Linked DNA regions of Danio rerio: region 2 is linked to region 1. Evidence: chromatin contacts called from public HiChIP or PLAC-seq data. All regions are on one chromosome and are shown on one strand. The core of a region is the stretch at or near the end of the contact, and the rest is flanking DNA. Distances in the headings are between cores, read along the strand shown.

What was found. HiChIP or PLAC-seq counts read pairs in DNA pulled down with a chosen protein or histone mark.
Region 2: an H3K4me3 HiChIP or PLAC-seq map of gastrula embryo shows a contact between it and region 1, with 2.3 times the contacts expected there. The contact joins the promoter of u2af2b here to the promoter of shisa7b in region 1. A contact is called at or near these places in 2 of 4 datasets of contacts at active chromatin or transcription factors (embryo and gastrula embryo).

Annotation. Positions count from the first base shown.
Region 1 is chr19:11,337,216-11,343,770 of GRCz12tu, reverse strand. shisa7b (shisa family member 7) reads left to right here and starts at 4,142. Exons shown (of 5, transcript XM_073931530.1): 1 at 4,142-6,041.
Region 2 is chr19:11,416,958-11,423,512 of GRCz12tu, reverse strand. It overlaps u2af2b (U2 small nuclear RNA auxiliary factor 2b), which reads left to right and starts at 3,703. Exons shown (of 13, transcript NM_205689.1): 1 at 3,703-3,780. The coding sequence starts at 3,732. It overlaps ccdc106b (coiled-coil domain containing 106b), which reads left to right. Exons shown (of 7, transcript NM_001312892.1): 6 at 852-1,067; 7 at 1,155-1,836. The coding sequence ends at 1,471.

The DNA of each region.
Region 1 (6,555 bases), core at 2,893-5,392:
AGACATAGAAGCTGTTTCTAAAATATACAATTCACATGTTGGTTTAGACAAAAACAAAGCCATATTGGCTATGTTTGTACAGCCAAATGTATGTTTTTAGTAGCCATATAAAGTGAACATCACTCCAACACAGTTTCTCCTTGAGGAGCTGCTGTGCATTTTATTAATAAATGCCTTTAAAAAATGTTGTCAGTTCTTTGCCTCCTTCCTCCTGGTAACAAGATCAATATCCAACTTCATTAGGAGTATTGAAAAGCCATAGGAGTATTGAAAAACTTTCAATACTCCTTTTAATATGGAAAAATATTCCTTCTGTCGCGTGCCGTTGCTTTTATTCAGAACACGGTTTAATTCAGCCTTGAATCAGCGTTTAGGCTCGATAGTTAGGCACACTGCTGTTGCAGTCGTCAATCTGGCAACCTGCGCATGCGTTTGTTTTGAAGAAGTTGTGCAATACCTAGTTCAACCTTTGGGTGTCACTTATACTGCACCTTTAAATAAGTAGTTTGAACAAGCATGTGCTAAAGTTTTGTTCTGCCATTATACATGTTGTTAAATGAGCGTATGTGTAGTTGACAAACAGGCAATAAACTTAGTTTGCTAAACACCATTTTTGAGGAAAAAATAGACATATGTATATTTTTTGAAGTCTAAAGTTTGAGAAAATATATGGAGCCACTAACTTTATCAAATCTTTTACTGTTTTTCAGCATTTTTGCTGAAATGTATCGTAAATATATCCTATACTGTGACATAGCAGAAAAAAATTGATATACAAATAGCATGAGAGTGATTGAACTTCAATGGAATCTTCAATCTTATTATAGTGCTAGTTGCTTTATATGAAATTATGAATCTCTTTTTTTTATCTCTTCATGACGTTTTGGACTTGTTGAATATTTTTCAGTAAGTAGAAGAGTCACACCAAAGGTGCCTTAAAATGTTGTAGAGGCACAAAAAAAAGTTCTACAGGTGCACGTCATGGGTTTCACTGGGGGCTTCAGTCACATGATCTTAAATTGGGGTCCTTCAACTAAGTAAAGTTTTTTGTGGAATTGTCTGATTTAAAATGTGTATTTAGTGGCACACCAGAGGACATGGTTTTCAGTGACGAAATTTTTAGTTCCTGTTTTTAGAAATCTATGGTTGCAAAACAAATGACTGATTTACTAAAATAGCCACTCCTTTAGGCACGTAATTTACTGAACTATGGTTGAGACAGTCCCACAGTAGGACAGTTCCACAAAAAGAGGTCCGTGGAAAATAAAGAAACATTTAACCATTTACCTCATTTTAAATGATGACAATCCTATTTCATGTTTTCATGTCAAATTAAGCATCATGTCAACAATTCGTATATAATTATTTCTCATTCTCGCTATTAGAATTCAAATAGAAGATGAAGTTGCCATTTATTTGGTTGAATTGTTTAAGATTGAAGGATGAGTACAACATGCTGGAGGCTCAGGTTTGTCCTGTATTTCTGCCAGTGGTGTTGGCAGTGTTGTCTGAATTGATGGAATCGTTAATGCTGAAAAGTACAGACAGGCATTAATCCATTACGCCTTTCCTTCTAGAAAGCTCCTCATTGCTAATGGTTTTGTTTTTCAGCCTGATAATGATGCCAAACACACAAAATTATAATTAGAGAAGAAAAAAAACAGGCACTCATGAAATGGCCTCAACAGAGTCCAGACTTGAACATTATAGAGGCAGTTTGAGATCAACAAAAATAGATATGTCTGTCTAAATCTAAGGAAGTACTGAAAGAGGTCTGATACACATAGCACATTATTTCAGAAACTTTCAAGTTCAAGCTGTGCTTTGTTGCACATTGATGCACCCAAATAGAAATTATGTGGGCAAAAAAAAAACACAACCAAAATGCTTTGTAATAATTATTTATTATTTTATTAAATAATTGAAAGTACATTTGTAAGACGTATTAAATTTAGCTCATTTGTTTAAATTTTAGCACATAATCACATTTTATTGACAGTAGAAATGTTATTGACACTGAAAAATTTAAGAAGCAAAATTTTTACTTGCATAGCATTGCAAGCAACAGGAACAATTATACTACATTCAAATGTCTTGTCGATGCATTATTTGAGCAGACTTGTTTTTGCAGTGACCATAAGTGGTCCATTTACAGAGAATTGTAAATGGGCAGAATATCCACCGAGCAAACAATATTGAGCCATTTTTAACTTTGGCTGTAACGCATGCACAGGCTACTTGATGGTGTGTTCCGCTGTTGTTGTTCTTGTCTCAGCAAACCATCTTTGTCAGTGCAACCTATTGAAATAAATGGGTTTTGTAGTGCAGGGCATCCTGTGTCCAGTTTGAAAGCTACTACACAAAGTGCAGTGACGACAGCTGGACGGAGATTGAAAGCAGCAAGGCCATTGGCTCAAAACCAGTGGCTGAAAACAAACAATGCCGTTTTTGGCATTGGGGATAATTTCAGGATAATTTATGCCAGCCAAAAATGTTGGTGCATCAATATTTAACGCTTTTTTCTTGAAATCATTTTCTTTTTTTAATATTTTCCATATTTTTTGTTTTATCTTTAAAAAAAAGAGCGTGAAAATTGTATTATACCTTTTTATAAATTGACTTTTGCACATTATTTAAAAAGTGACCATTTAATTTACTTTTAATTTTTGCATTTTTTTTAATTCTCTGTTAATCTTTAGGACAAAATTTTGGTCACTTTTTATTTTAAAGTTCAATTCTCACTATTTAACTATGGCTTTTGCCTCAATAAACTCCTAATTTGTAACTTATTAATAGTTAGTAAGGTATTAGTTAAGTTTAGTTATTGAATTGGATGTGGAATGTAGAATATAATTGTGCAGAAAACGTACTTTATTAGTACTAATAAACAGCCCCAGTGTCAATAACAGGCTTGTTTATAAGCAACAGGGAAGTAGTGAGAAATATTCCCTATAATAAAGTGTTACAAAATTGTGATGTAATGAAGTACATCATGTAAAAAAAAACATGTCATTTGTATGCTTTTACCTGAATAAGATTGATATTTTACTGTATAATAGCATGATAATACTTTCACACTCTAATAAAAGATACGGTTTGTTATGTATTATACTGGCATAATTGTATTGACAAGACACCATCCACTCCAATTATTACAGTTTATTAAACTGCTGGCCAACTACTTTGTGTATTCCCTTTTTTATTCATATAGTTATTCTCATTTGATTTTTTTTTAGTGTTTCTTTTTACTGTCAAATTAAGTTAAATTGTTCAAATAAAGGGTTTATGAGTCCCTCTTTATCTTTGACAACTGTTATCATATTTATTCTTGTAATTTGTGCCTTCTGTGTAAATAAAAGTTCTACTGTACTTCTGTTTAAAAACACCTGCATGTAACTACATGCAATTAAAATTTAATATATAATAAATTACGCTGGCCCTATACTTCTTTAACATAACACTAATCCTGACCCTAACATTACCACTGTCCACCTCAATAGCATTAAAACAATTGCAAAACAATTCTTTTTTATTATTATTCAAGTAGCCAAAAACTCACCCAGTGAAAAATTGGGCTGGGAAATACTTAATAATTTAATTTAGGCAATTACATTTCTTTATGACTGAGGTAATTTGCAGAAGTATTGGTGGGGAATGATTCCTATCTACTTTTATACTACTTTAAAAAGCAAAATATCTACACTTTCTTCTTTTTCCTATTGATTTTAAACTGGGGTTTGCCCTTGTCATGTTCTTGACTGCTTTCATTTGATTCATCGTAGAAATAAGACATCAATCGAGATCCATTACTGTCATGTGATACTGCGGTAACCACAGCAACCGCTGGCACAACACTTTGTATTCATTTCTGTTCCTCGAATTTATGAGTTACACTTGACCTCTGTCAATCTGTTCCTCATTTCTCAAAAACGAGTAACTTAAATCCCAGCCCGTCTTTAACAGATTCTAGCGCGCTACAGAATCTCTGGAGCGCGTGCCAGTGTGCGCGCGAGCGTCAGTTGATTTTCCCTAAAAACCATCACGCGTACAAAAGCCGTTCTCCGCCAGTAACGCGTGCCAACGATTGGCAGATCATTTCCAGCATTTAGCAAATGAAACCACGTGCAAGCATCTGCTCGCTCCAATCAATTGATGTAAACTGAGCGAAGCGGACCTTTGTGGGAGCAATCGCGTTTCAGTGGCGCGGAGGTAGATCTCTATTAGTGAGTGTGGAGCCCATTGAATTTGTTGAAAGGGAAAAATACGGTCATTTAAAGAGTGTGGAAACGGATATTACCGGGTGCGCCTAATTAATCAGCCGTTGTATACGAATTTGGCAAGCTAACGGATTAGACTGTGCATAGTCAATAGTGTTTTATATGCCAAATAGCCTATTTTTACCTGGATGCATGGAGTATTATGCGATTTCTTTTCTCGTTGGAGTGTAATCACGCATGGTCGATATTTTTGCTAATCATTGGAGACGTCCACTCAATCCTTTCACCTTTTTATGACTTGTGACTCAATGAAAACTATATTTTGAAACTGTCATTTTTTTCTAGACCACCCAGGACGATTGGGGACTTAATTCGCCTCCGAATCACCAATGCCACAAAACTGCGTCTTTTTTTCTACGAACCGAGAAGAGCTGTAAAGAAGCGCAAGACCCCATCTCTGTGAACACTGCGCGTGCTGCATCATCTCATTCAGTTTGCTGTCAGCCAAGAGAGCGGCATCAATAACTTTGAACGGTTATTGTGTCACATTTCTTTCGGTTTCCGCGTCATTTTCCACAGACTGGAAGCGGGCAGCTGTTGCAACACACGCAGGTAAGACGTGCCTTCATTTTGTTCCCATCTGATGCTGCTACTGCTGCAGCGTGCGCGAGGATCGCATACACATCGGTCGCGCGCACATTACAACCTGTGCTTTGCGGTTTTTGCTACATTTCTGTTAATGAAGTCGTTTGTTATGTGGTAAATGCGCTATGTTCGTAACGAATGCGGATTTGAGGATGGATACATGTCATAGAGATTGGTGTCGCACAGCGTGTGTCGTCCGCCACTGGAATGTTAATTTCCTTCATAAGATCTGCCATGATGCTGCTGTGTGTATAGTCTGCGCGCGCGCGTCAACTAAATAACGTCTGAATGAAGGTATAAACGCGCAAAAAGCTTGAGTTTAGTTCCCTGGACTTGAAAATCTAATCACCTCAGAATTAAATCGAATAAAAGTCGGTGTGAAGTGACAGAAAAACGCGCGTATTTGTTTGTCAACGGCTTGTGTCACTTCTAACCATGGCGCATTGTCAACATCAGCATTCATGTGTGTCAAAATTTGTCAAATTCTTCCGTTTTTATTTTGTTTACATTTCTTTTGTTCATCTGTAAATAACACCACAAAGCTCTTTTGTGCCACGACTTGTTGCTGACCAACACTTTAAAATCCTAAAGGCAGCTTTGGTCTCCCAAGGCCTGCTGTCCTCTTTCTGCCCTTCATTCTCCAATTCTCTTGTTAAAACGTGGTAACGGGCTGCATGTTGGCCTGACATCTGTCATCTGCACCTGTTTGTGATGGGACGGATGCCTGCCATCCTCCTGAGTCAGAGAAACAGGGCTGCTGATGATGATGAGGAGGAGGAGGAGGAGGAGGATGAAGGGGGTGGGGAACCGAGAGGAAGAGGCGGATGAGTGGAGATGTGCATTACGAAGAAGTAGCAGCCCGTGTAGAATATTTACCGCAAAGGGAGGATGAAACGAGCAAACCGAGCGCGGTGATCCATCTGCCCATCTCTATCTGCATGTCACATCCCTCTCTCCTTCACTGCAGCAGAGCTATTCTGAGAGAACACTTTCGACCCACGCACTGACAAATAGATGGAGAAAAATCAAGAGGGAAGGAAGGTGTAGCGTGAGACCGAGTTGCTATGTGTGCCTGTCTCTCCGCTTCACATCATTAGCCACGCAAGGCGTTGCCATCGGCGACTTGGTGAGCGCGCAAAGCAAAGGGCACGAGATGCACTCATGAGAGGCCGTTTAAAGGTGCGTAGCAGCTCTTCTCCCCCTCTCAGAAGAGCCCTTCGTCCCAGAGACCCTTCCTCCCCCATCCCTGCATCCTTCCTGCCTTCTCTTCTCCTCTCAATAGGGTCTCTCTCTGCCCTGCCAACCCCCCACTCCGCGCACATCTGTGGCTCTGTCACCCCCCGCTTCCTCTCTCGCTTCGTCCAAAGCTGCATCTCTTTGAACGTATTAAGCTTTCAGTATGTTCCCACAAGCGTTTATACTGCTTATTTATGCCAAGTGTTGTCATTGAGGCTTTTAAGATGCACTGTGTTGCATCAGCTATGCTAACATGTGCATGTTATTCAGTGGCGTAACGCGTGACTCAGTGTGTGAGAAAGCTGAGGTCGCGCTACTATATGCATGGAATATGGTGTGCATATGCTTTGCACCTTGTTGATCGTGGAGGAGCAGGATTATGATTTTGTTTTGAGGAAACAAATCTATAAAGGCAATCTAATTTTTTGTATTGTTAAGAGTTTTAAATAGTTAAATA
Region 2 (6,555 bases), core at 2,454-4,953, 80 kb before region 1:
TGTTTCAAGTATACCTAGTAAGACCTTGATTAGCTTGTTCAGGTGAGTTTGATTAGGGTTGGAGAGAAAAACTGCAGGACACCGGACCTACTGGAACAAATTTGGTGATCCCTGGTCTGTAGTGTGGTTTAGAAGTTTTTTAGTGCGCATTCAATGCAATTTATATCATGAAATTTAATTTTAAAATCAAAGTTCACTTTAGGGGCTTTTGCACTTACTTTTTCCTAGTTCCTAGAACTAATTGTGGAAGTACCCATTTTGAAAAAAATTGATTATTTGTATGCACGCAGGAACTGGGAAAGATTTAGTTCTACAAATGCCATTTTGGGAACTAAATTGGCTCATACTGCAGAGCAGGATTTAATTTTGCACAATCCGCTTTTCAAGTCTGGAATATATGGAATACTGTTTCTGGGTCCAAGTTGCTACTTATTTGAATTGAGAAAATATTTTTTTATGCCACGTTTTAGTCCTGTGGTCCTATCGCACATTAAAGTGAATTTTATTTAAAAACAGTTTATACATTAGTTTCTGGACTTGCTGCATTACAAATGCAAAAATGTTAACAATTTATAAAAAATTAATCACTTTGTGGCCATCGGATATTAGGCATGGATATATACATTGCGATCGTGATTTTTAAAATAGTTAAAACATTTTTAAAAAGTGCATGTTTATGAAAATGCTAGATTTTATATATATATATATATATATATATATATATATATATATATATATATATATATATATATATATCAAGAAATGAATGTATTATTAGGGTATTATTATTGTTGTTATTATTATTAATAATAATTTAAATGGGGTTTAAATCATGTTGTTGTTTCACACAGGTCAGGAAGAAGAAGAAGAGGAGGAGGTGATTGAAGAGGAAGAGTATATAGCGGAGGAAGATTATGTGGAAGAGGAACAGCTCATTACAGATGACGATGGTAACATTTCAGAGGATAAAACCTCACGTAAAAGTTGTACAGGCAGGCTGAGTGGCCAAATGAGGGTGAAACGACGACGCGTCTTCCGTTTCGCACGAAGCATGGAAAGACAAAGGGGTGAGTATTCTTCATATGTATAAAATCAAACTCTATTTTTCCATACTTAAGTTCCTTTTGGAATAATTTCTGCCATTTCGTTTGCAGTGAAAGACCCTGCTGGTGTTCTGCTCCGCTACAATAAGATCCTCGTGACCTATCAGAAGCTGAAGAGCATGTCTAGAGCCTTTCAGGTCCACGGGGTTGACAGAAACACCGTCGCCTCCACTACTCCCATTGCTGAAATGCTCTTAGTTGCTCCTGAGAAGTTGTCTGAGGTTGGAGAGTTTGATTCCTCCAAGGAGAAGCTTCTGGATTATGCCAGACGCTGCTATAAAGCTCTTGATGAGGAAGCTCACGCAAAGGTGCAGACCTTGAAGAAAACCAACCTCTTGCTGCCCATTTCCTACAGGTTCAGGCACTGAATTTCCAAAAATGTGTGTCAGTGGTGTTGAAGTTTAAACACTGAACTTTCATGGGCTCCTTTTTTCTACCTCAGTTATAGATTGACACATAAGGAGTGAAGTCCCAACTATGTGCCAGTTATTTATGCTAATTAGACTCCAAAGTTAAAAAGAAATGTAAGATAGTTAGTCAGCCACTGTATATGAGGGGTTACCTTTTCTTGTTTTGTGTATATGCTTGAGTTTCTTGTTGTAAACTTTGGACAACTCACTTTTTGTCCGGGTATCATGTAAGGTAACACTTCGGTTTTGTATACTGATCACACTTCATGCTAAAGGATGTTGATTTAAAATAAAGTTCATCACTTGCAATCATGCAAAAGAAAGTATAAAGGCCTTAATTATTTTTAAACTTTCTAAATTTATTTTAGAGCATTTCTAAACCAGCTTTTTGCTGTAAATTGATTCTTTAGCCAAAGCGTAAATAAATAATGTTTGACTGTAATACAACTTTTTCATATTCATGTATTACATGTATTCATGTCACAAGGGTTTACTTTTGTATTTCTACTCTATAAAATCATACCACAATTGTCAACACAATTTTTGTTGTGTATAAACATGAAAATATTGGAGCGTTTTTTTTTTTTTTTTTTTTTTTTTTTTTGTAGTGATGTTGATTGTTTTTGTTAGAGAAGCAATCCCTCTAAAAAAAAACTGCTTATACCAGCATTGACTGGTTTTAGCTGGTTAACCAGCATGGTTTTTGAGGGTTCCAGGCCATTACCAGCCTGGTCTTAGCTGGTCAGGCTGGGAGATGACCATCTAGAACCAGCTTGACCAGCCTAGTCAGACTGGGAGCCCAGCTAAAACCAGCTATGTCCAGCCTAAACCAGGTTGGTCAAGCTGGATTCTGTTGGTCATTTTTCTACCTGACCATTTAAGACCAGGCTTGAAATGGCCAAAACGCCTCTAAAACTATGGCTGGTCGACCAGCTAAAACCAGCCAACCTGTCAAGGCTGGTTTAAGCTGTTTTCTTTTTAGCAGGGAAACCTAATATTTTTATTGAGGACATGGTTCATTCAGAAAATAGAGCTTCTGACTTATAGTACTTCGTTGACGTTAAATATAATGCTAAAACCATGTTTAAACATTGTAACTTTTGTTGTTGTGATATATATATATATATATATATATATATATATATATATATATATATATATATATATATATATATATATATACATATCACTGCTGAAAAAAACAGCTTAAACCAGCCTAGGCTGGTTGGCTGGTTTTATCTGGTCGACCAGGCTGGTTTTAGAGGGGTTTTGGCCATTTCCAGGCTGGTTTCCAGCCATTTCCAGCCGGGTTTTAGCTGGTCAGGCTGGAAGATGACCAGCTAAAACCAGCTTTACCAGCTTAAGCAGGCTGGGAGCCCAGCCAAAACCAGCTATGTCCAGCTTAAACCAGGCTGGTCAAGCTGGTTTTAGCTGGATTTAGCTGGTCATTTTCCAGCCTGACCAGCTAAGACCAGACTGGAAATGGCTGGAAACCAGCCTGGAAATGGCCAAAAACCCTCTAAAACCAGCCTGGTCAACCAGCTAAAACCAGCCAACCAGCCTAGGCTGGTTTAAGCTGGATTTTTTAGCAGGGATTTCATATCACTATTTGTTTCCTTGCTGTTATTAACCATTTTTAGCTTCACGTCACGGCGTCCTTCGGCCAGTTTATGTGCAAGATAATATATTTAAAAAGCCATGGATAGGACTACAACGCTTGAATTGGGTTAAACCTTCACTCCGGGCCTTTAGGGGTCGCATGTCATCAGTGTTTTTGTTCAGCGAGTTTTTACCGTGAGGAAAAGATGAGCGCATCCGCCAACGCGGAATAAGCGGTTAGCCCCTTTGGTCAAAACGAGCTACACTTAACCTCAATCAATAAGGACTATTAGCTCAATTTGAGTATCAGGAAATACATCTAAACGGCTAATCGTTATAACGAAATGGTTAAATCTTAAACATTATCGACGCAAGCCTTTTATTCGTGCTCCGCAGTGGTTCCGTTTAGCATTAGCTGCTAACAACCTTCTCAAGCAAAGCGTTTATTTCAACCTCTGCGCAAATAACGTTATAGGTGTATTTCGGCAAAGTCTTTATGCTTGTGTTAAATTTTTAAAACATCTGCGTTTTATAGTTGGTCTCCTGTAATAGCGTGTGACGGGAATAAAGCTATCTAAGGAAAACGGCGTGTTAGCTGAAGTTTGATCAAAACACCAGGATGTCTGATTTTGATGAATTTGAGAGACAGCTGTCTGAAAATAAACAAGGTGAGTATGGATGTGCATCATTTACTGATTTATACAGCATTCACCTGCGTAACATAGTAAGTTACGGGGAAAAATTCACGTATCGATGTGTACGGAAATGCAATTATCTCAATACGTCTAATGTTGGTCGTTTTATTGGTTATTTTTAAACATAACTGATGCAAGAACGCGCAAAATTGGTCTGTGGATGTTTTAAGTTTTTATTCAAGATTTTAGTTATTAAAATGCTATTATTTAAATTTTGCACGTGTGTTATTGTACGTAATTAAACTACTATATGTGTATGACTTTTATAAGCTGTATTGTAAAATAATCACACTTGTTATAGGTATTTAATGTAATTAAAAAGTACAAATAGAAAGTAACGTGTGAAATGATGAGCAAACAAAGGACATATAATAGCAATGAGGGCTGCTTGACTATGGGAAAAATCATAATCACGATTATTTTGGTCATAGTTGTAATCACGATTATTCAAAACGATTTAGTTGGTCAAAATTGTTAGCCCTCTTGTGAATTTATTTATTTTTTAATAAGTATTTCCCAAATGATGTTTAACAGAGCAAGGAATTTTTTGCAGTATTTCCTATAATATTTTTTTCTTATGGAGAAAGTCTTATTTGTTTGATTTTGGCTAGAATAAAAGCAGGTTTAAATATTTTGAGAACTATTTTATGATCAATATTATTAGCCCCCTTAATATATATATATATATATATATATATATATATATATATAGTTATTTTCTTCCCTGTAAATAAGGGGGAAAAATAATAGAATAAAAATATTAAACAAACTGTGCTTTAAGCATCTTCACTGTAAGAAAAAAAAAACTTCTTTAGTCAAGAGCAGTGAGAGATTTTCGCCCTTTTGTTGTTTGATTAATGATAAAAACAGTCGACAGGAATATAGTGTGCTGTCACTTTAAGCGCAGTACGGTTCTGATTAATAGTTTCACTTTCACATGTCTTTTGATTCTCAACTCGTTTGTTTATCACATAAATAAAGGTTAATATAAATAATCACTAAACACCGCATTTTGACACAAATTTGCATGTATTTGACCATTAAAGCGCTCACATTAATATGTCTTTAGATGTGTGTACTCTGCTCGTCTCCGAGGCTTAGCGCGCGCACACATAACAGCATGCAATCTCCTCTGCGCATTTAAAAGCATGAATGATGTGAATGTACATCAATGAACGGCGCGCATCCCATGCTGCAAAAGTTACATTACAGTACTGCATTTCAGTACAGCATTACAGTAATGCTTTTAGTAATTTTCATGTGGAACTGAGCTTGCAGAGCTACAAATGTGTACAACTGGAACGGGGCTGGTATATGATGCAATAATCGTTTTATCTCGATTAATGTTTTATCATAATTGTTAGAAGCCAAAATCTAATCAGAATTTTTGATTAATTGCACAGCCCTAATAGCATTGTATACTTCAGATATAATGGCAAAGTATACAATTTAAATAGCAAGAAATGAATCATTTGGACCTAGGCATGGGACGAAAACTGCTATCAAGGTATACCACGGTTTTGAAAAGTCAAGCAGAAAAGATATCCGAAGATGCTGTTTTAAATTGTAAAGAAATCTGTTTTTGAAACTTAAGACTGAAGACAGCAGAAGCCAATGATTCATTTGAATTATTTAGCCTGACGTTTAGCAAAATAATTAAAATGATTCTTAAAAAATAAATATATATATTTTGTCTAATGGTAAAAAAAAAAAAAGTTGTAGTTTTTTACCCAGACGTTTAAAAATAATATATTTTAGAGAAATAGCCACAATACTATGAAACCGTGCTATTTTTATCCAATATTATACCGGCCCATGCCTATTTGGACCTCCATTTTAATTATTGATAATTCTCGTTTCCGCTATACATGAAAATATCTTTATTTTCCTATATTTACTTTAGTTTCTTCTGTAAATCATGGTAAAATGTGAAAATTAAATGGATTCTGATGAATGAAAAAATTTTTGAAACTTTGTTTTCAGTGCATGAAATGTATCTCACTTTCATCCTTCACTCATGACACTTTAAATGCACAGACTAGGCATGGGATGGTAACCGGTTTCAAGGTTTTAAAACTGCTAAGATTTTCTGTTATACCGGATATGTAAGGTTTTTTTTATGTGTTTTTCTTTGTATTGTAAAGAAATCTGTGTTATTGAAACTTAAAAAAAACAGCAGAAGTCAATGATTTATTTGAGTTATTTAGCCTGACATGTTTGCTGTTTTAAAATATTATGAATGTTTCTTAAAATAAAATATACTGTGTTCAAAGTGGAAAAAAAAGTTTGTTTTTACCCAGACATTTGGAAAGAACTTTTTTTCAAAGCAGTTATCATGATACCATGAAACTGTGATTATTATTATTTTTTTCCTTCAAGGTTATCACACCGTTATCTTATACCAGCCCATGCCTACAACAGACACAGATTTGTGGATTTGTTTTTCCAGGAATGACTCGTCATTATTAAAAAAAACTGATCATCTTGTAACTGCAGAAGAGCCCTATGATTTATTTATTTCTGTTTTCATTTTCTGAATAGTTAAGTTCAATTTTGTGCATCATAAACATTTCTAATCAGTCGAAAACATTGAATGTTTAACATTTCATTTTTTACAAATATAATAATAATAATATAATTTCTTTTTAATTAAATTTAAAAATGGTCTCTTATTCCAATAAACCCCCCCTGTCAAAAATCTATCATGTTTTATTAAATGATGAACTTTTTTAGTTATAGTTATATTAT